Linked DNA regions of Mus musculus: region 2 is linked to region 1. The links are chromatin contacts, called in public capture Hi-C maps. All regions are on one chromosome and are shown on one strand. Each heading gives the region's core, a stretch centred on a gene start, on an enhancer-like site or on the middle of the called end of the contact. The rest is flanking DNA. Distances are from core to core; before and after follow the strand shown. Region 1 overlaps Gm36235 (a long non-coding RNA gene). Region 2 has its middle 110 kb from the start of Lpin1.

The links. Capture Hi-C pulls out chosen DNA fragments and counts their contacts.
Region 2: a contact with region 1 is called in a capture Hi-C map of embryonic stem cells, with 2.1 times the contacts expected there. The contact joins two enhancer-like sites. A contact is called at or near these places in 2 of 115 datasets of contacts at active chromatin or transcription factors (embryonic fibroblasts and fibro-adipogenic progenitors) and 1 of 9 other capture datasets (embryonic stem cells).

Annotation. Positions count from the first base shown.
Region 1 is chr12:16,007,947-16,010,646 of GRCm38.p6, reverse strand. All of the region lies in intron 1 of Gm36235 (a long non-coding RNA gene), which reads left to right. Among named protein-coding and RNA genes, the nearest start is that of Gm36235, 6.2 kb to the left of the region's middle. Within about 2 kb of position 1,421, at least 111 of the 459 cell types and tissues checked have an H3K27ac peak or open chromatin away from gene starts, as enhancers often do. A contact at or near this core is called in embryonic stem cells, where this site is marked.
Region 2 is chr12:16,476,297-16,478,996 of GRCm38.p6, reverse strand. No RefSeq gene overlaps it. Among named protein-coding and RNA genes, the nearest start is that of Lpin1, 110 kb to the left of the region's middle. Within about 2 kb of position 1,261, at least 13 of the 459 cell types and tissues checked have an H3K27ac peak or open chromatin away from gene starts, as enhancers often do. A contact at or near this core is called in embryonic stem cells, where this site is marked.

The DNA.
Region 1 (2,700 bases), core at 172-2,671:
CTAGCTTGTCCAAAGACTGACGCTTCCATCTATCTCCTCATTCTTAGGCTAACTTCATAAAGTGGCAACAGGAGCTCTTGTAACAGTTAACACTAACGCGCTTTCCTCAGTGTGGGGGATAAAGAATCTCTCTTCCTTTTTCTCTTGCTGCATAGGGAAAGAGCCACACTCATCTTTATTCCCACACAGTGAGCTTGCCTTAGGCGATTCCGGTTGGGGAGGAGTGTCTCCTTTCGGTGAAATCTGAGCAAGCTGGGTGGGAAGGAGAGGGCACAGGGCATGAACTGGGGATGCAAGTGGGTTGTAATGGCAGGCTTTGCGACTTTCTCCCTGCACATAGTAAATTAATTCAGTCATTAAAGCTGAGTTTTGGAAACAAAGCTAAGTTAGGAAGGAGAAAGCCATGGCATACCAGGGTCCTCCTGCCTGTGTGCACTCCTGTGAGAACCACCGTAGCCAAGTCCTGGCTTCATCAGGAGACACGGAGAAATGTCCAAATGCCAATCTACAGCTCCAGAGACATCTGCGGCAGAGCCTTCTCGCCAGTGTCCTGGTGAGGAAACTGAATAGTGCAAGCTGGAGAAAGTCAAACAGGCCTCCAAGAGGCAATTCTTGGGGCTTTCTGGCTCCCTTCCTGCAATCTGCTAGGTCTTCCCTAAGTGTGGCAGCTGCTTCCACTGTCTGCAGCCTTTGCTGTCAGTGATTCATCAGCAGACAACTTGCTAATTTTTTGTCTGGAACCTCTTGAAGTATAATAAGCAGGGTTATTTAAAATAATAATAATAATGATAATAACAATACAAAGGCCAGGTAGAAGGCTCATGGACTGCTCAGACCAATCTGAGTGCTTCTTTTCTCTCCATATGGAGGAAAGATTCTTCATACCCCAGATAATATGTTAAATTAGTAGAAATCATTCTTTTTAGCAATTATTGTCTAGAGCTGAGTAAGATGTGGATATTAATTGATGCAGCTTTTCTTTCATATACTATTTTTGCATTGTGGATACATTCTTGCAAATAATGAGGCAATTTTGCCTGGTTGAAAGAGCCTTTTTAAAAAGCACAATTTAAGGATTTAAAGGATGATTTCATGTGAGGACTTGGGCAAGGAGAAACACAAGGCACATGAAGACAGTGTTCTTTTGTTGGCTGTTTGGGTAGCGGGTGCACGTTTGAGGTCCTGTGTTGTTATGCAGGAAAGGGTGGGAACTCTCCTCCACCCTTCCCCTTCCTGCCCCACACTAGCTGAACAGGCATGAGAAGGTCAGGGCTACTCATTCCAAAAGCTAGCAGAGACCAGGGTTTGCAAATCAGTGCTGCCCAGCAGGCCTGGTGTGACTACAAGCTTGGCTTAAGCCAGCTACACAGTCAAAACTATACCAAAAAGAGGCAGAAGGAGATGACGTAGTAACATGTTAATTGGCAGAGGTAAACAGCTCAGTCTCTGAAAGCAAAATTCAGAAGAGGAGAGCATAGCTCTCTGGTAGAGAATTTGCCTAGCAGGTATCCTGGGGCTGAAATGTAGCAGTTAATAATTAATATAACTGTATGCTTGTGTGAATTACTTCCCAGGAAAGCTGATACAATGGGATTAGCCACCCAACCCCCCCTCAGCACTTCCTTCAGAAGTGACCACCTCAAGCCTGCTCAGAGACTGAGTGTCAGAGGCAGGTGGGAGGTGGGGGCTTAAGTACACACTTTTGTACACACTTCCTACTATACTCTCTTTGGGGTGGGGGATGGGCTGTAACATCTCAGGATCTCAGCACAGTTAAGGATAGGAAAGAAGAGCATTTGATAATAGTTATCTCTGAGGGACAGTCTGTCTAGATGGCTTCTCAGGAGGTCTAGAAATGTCCTGCACAAACTTGTGACTTGTTTGTGAAGTCTTCCTTGGGGAAGAGCCCCTGTACATTAAACCTTAAATGCACTTAAGATAGGAAGCTCTGTGAAGGTCTTTCCTGCTGGCGAGATCAGTAGATAACTACCCACGAATGAAAAATCTCGAGAAACATGTTACAGGAAGTATGTGGATAAAGAAATGCCATGCAAACTTGCAAAGGAGATCTAAAATCGAAATTAGAAGATGGAGAGGCGCAAAAGCAATCAGAGGCTTGGTGGCTGGTGGAAGGCTTCAGAGTGTAAGACCCAGAGGCTGAAAAGAGGAAGGAACTAGCCAGCTCAAAGCCACAAGTCAGAATGAAGCCACCAGAGCAGATGTTAGACCCTGGTTTTCTGGTGTGAAAGACAGGTGTCACACTGTCTGTCTGGGCTTTATGTCTAAACATAAGAATACAGATCAGAGAGAGATCTTTGCTGATTCAACCTTGTGCCTTGGCATGTAGATGCCACCCATCCCTCCCCTGGTGACTACTTCCACATAAGGTATCTGGTTTGAGGTTCACCAATAATAATTCTCCAGGGCCACTAGTCTTAAGTCAGTGGGTCCCAGAGTTGTCAAAAGAACTATCAATAGTCCAAGGAAAAGAAAACAGATGACAGGGCTTGGAAATATTTTAACTGTCCTCTGTAAATGGTGGTTTCACATATGCAGGGGCAAATATAGCATGGCAGCCATGGTTTGCTTTATATCAAAAACTTTCTTTGGTTTTGTAGGGCTTGGGATTCTCTTTTCAAACTTGTTCTGCTCTGGAAATGCCACTCCTCTTGTTTGGCCATGATGTGCTTTCCTCCTCTC
Region 2 (2,700 bases), core at 12-2,511, 470 kb before region 1:
GACAAATTCTTTTTCTTTCTTTTTCTTTTCTTTTCTTTTCTTTTCTTTTCTTTTCTTTTCTTTTCTTTTCTTTTCTTTTCTTTTCTTTTCTTTTCTTTTCTTTTCTTTTCTTTCTTTCTTTCTTTCTTTCTTTCTTTCTTTCTTTCTTTCTTTCTTTCTTTCTTTCTTTCTTTTTTTTGTATATTGGACTTGTAGCCAACAACCCTCTTGGTCTTCCTTTACAGTTTTATTGTCTATAAATTCTTTCTGGAAATTTCTGTAGAAACTATATTGGTTTTCTATGGGAACAGTAATAAAATACTATATATTTAGTGACTTAAAATGATACAGGTCTCCTCTCTTATGGTTTTGGAGGCTATATCAACTTCTCACTAGGCTGCATACATAGCAGGGCTCTTATTTTTCAGGGTTCTTAGGGAGAATCTGTAATCTGTGTATTTGTCTTGTCTAGCTTATAGAAACTACCAGGATTCTTTGGCTCTTGATCCTTGCTTCACATCACCCCAGCTTCTTGTTCTTTTGGTTTCTTAGCCCTCTTTTTTAAAAATATTTTTATTAGGTATTTTCCTCATTTACATTTCCAATGCTATCCCAAAAGTCCCCCATACCCTCCCCTCCACTCCCCTACCCACCCACTCCCACTTTTTGGCCCTGGCATTCCCCTTAGCCCTCTTATAAGCACCCATGATTACAATGGGTCAGGTCAAGCCCATGATAACCCTGACTAATGGCTCAAACTGGAAACCCTTGAATTACTCACAGTGGCAACAGGCAAAGTAATTATCATGGGCTTTGGGAATTAGAGCATGGATATCTTGGGTGGCCATTTTTCAATATACAGACAATCACATTGTTTACAAACAGGTGTTTTTCACTTTTAAATTCATATACCTTTTATTTCTTGTCTGGATTGCTAGGGTTATTGAAGACTCCCAATACATATTCATATACTGCTGGCACAGTAAGCCTTTATTACAGCTTCCATGGCAGTATTTATAATATTTCACTGTCATATTTCTGCTTGCTGTGGGTATTTGGCTGGTATTAAATCAGCATTACAATATGTGTTGTTCCTAGTTCACGATGCTGATTTTGTGGTGTTTATGTTCTCTGAGTAGCTTCAGACTTTTTTAATCACCCATTGCTGCCTAATAGCTTGTGACTCAGCTGATGTGGGCACCACCGCCTTACACACTCATCTGCTGAGGTTGCCTTGGCTAGCTAATCTGGGGTGGGGCCACTCATGCCATTTGGTTGCTCCATTGATATGGAATGGTTCAGTGAGACCTCATCTGCATTTCTGCCTGTGAGCTGGTTTCTCTTGTCCTCCATGTAACCTCTTGGGGAGAATGGCTCACATTTCCAATACTAAGGCAGTTGAGTTATGAGATAGAAAACCCTAAACAGCCTCTCTGGTTAGCTTTTGTTATGCTGCTGATGCCTTACAGGGTAAAGCAAGTCACAGGACCATCCTAAACTAATCTGGAAGGGTTGCATAGGAGTGTTGGATTTCAACAAAGGCTAAGAGAGCCTCCTATGTGGGCTTTGGTATCTGTCATGCCATGCATGTTACCTTCAAATCTCTGCCTTTTCACATCTCTTCACACAGCCCCTTGTGTGGTGCAGCCCCTTGTGTGGTGAGGGCAGAAGGAATGTGGTGAAACACCTAGAATTAGCTCTGGGGGGGATCTCTAAGCTCTCAAATACAGCCACAAGGTTCTGTCCCAAACACAACGTGATTTAGTTTTAGTATTGTCTATGACAACATTTTTCAGGCAAAGGAGAGCCCTGCGGACCCTTCTGGTTTGGTTCCCTCCAGCCTCCCCTTCACCACTCTCCATTCCACCAAATAGACAGGTGATCTTTTTCTTATTATCGTTTCCAAATTGAAAGCATATAATATCATTCTGTCATTCTCCCTGTCTCTGTTTCTCCCTCCCTCCTTCCCTTCCTTGATCCCTCCCTCCAGTTCTGCTCTTTGTAATTTCTAGCATTCTTATTATAGGCTAAGGTTATAAAGCGGGATGCTTATACATCCTTCATTCTCAAGTGTGGTTGAGTTTATGTGCTATTCAGAAAGCCCTGGGTACTTCAGTGATGAACAGAGCAGAGGACACTTATGAGCAACTGTGGAGTAGTTAAAATGATGGATAGAGAAATATGGGGTAGCATTCAGCCTCTGGTCAGGTCACTGAGGAGAAAGAAAAGAGTAATTAAAGTGGCTGGATAATGTGTCTCACTGAGAAAAAGCCTCTGCAGGCTCTAAGCAGTCAGCAGGGCTTTTGGGTGAGGGAAGGGAAGAGGTGATCTGGGGATGACTCATTAGCATGGAAATGAAAGAAGAGGTGAGACACTGAATATCAACAGAAGGAGGGATCAGGTCAAGTGCGGCCAGAGAAGGTCCCAGAATCCAGGGAGTAATTTTCACTTCTTAGGCTTCAATTTCAAGGCAGAATGGGAATCCCTCCTCCACTGACTCCTCAGTTGCTAGTGATAATTTTTCTACCATAACTCTGCTCATTGAGAACAGAAAATGAATATCATATTTGGAATTAGCTTTTCCTTCTCCAAAATCCCTGGATGAGCCACAAGACCTTGCCTTGTTTCTGTCCCTGGGTACGTTTCCCTCAGCCCATTGGAATCAGAAAGAGACTCTGTCCGTGTCAGAGATGGGCGTGGTCCCTGCTTGTCCCTGCCCAA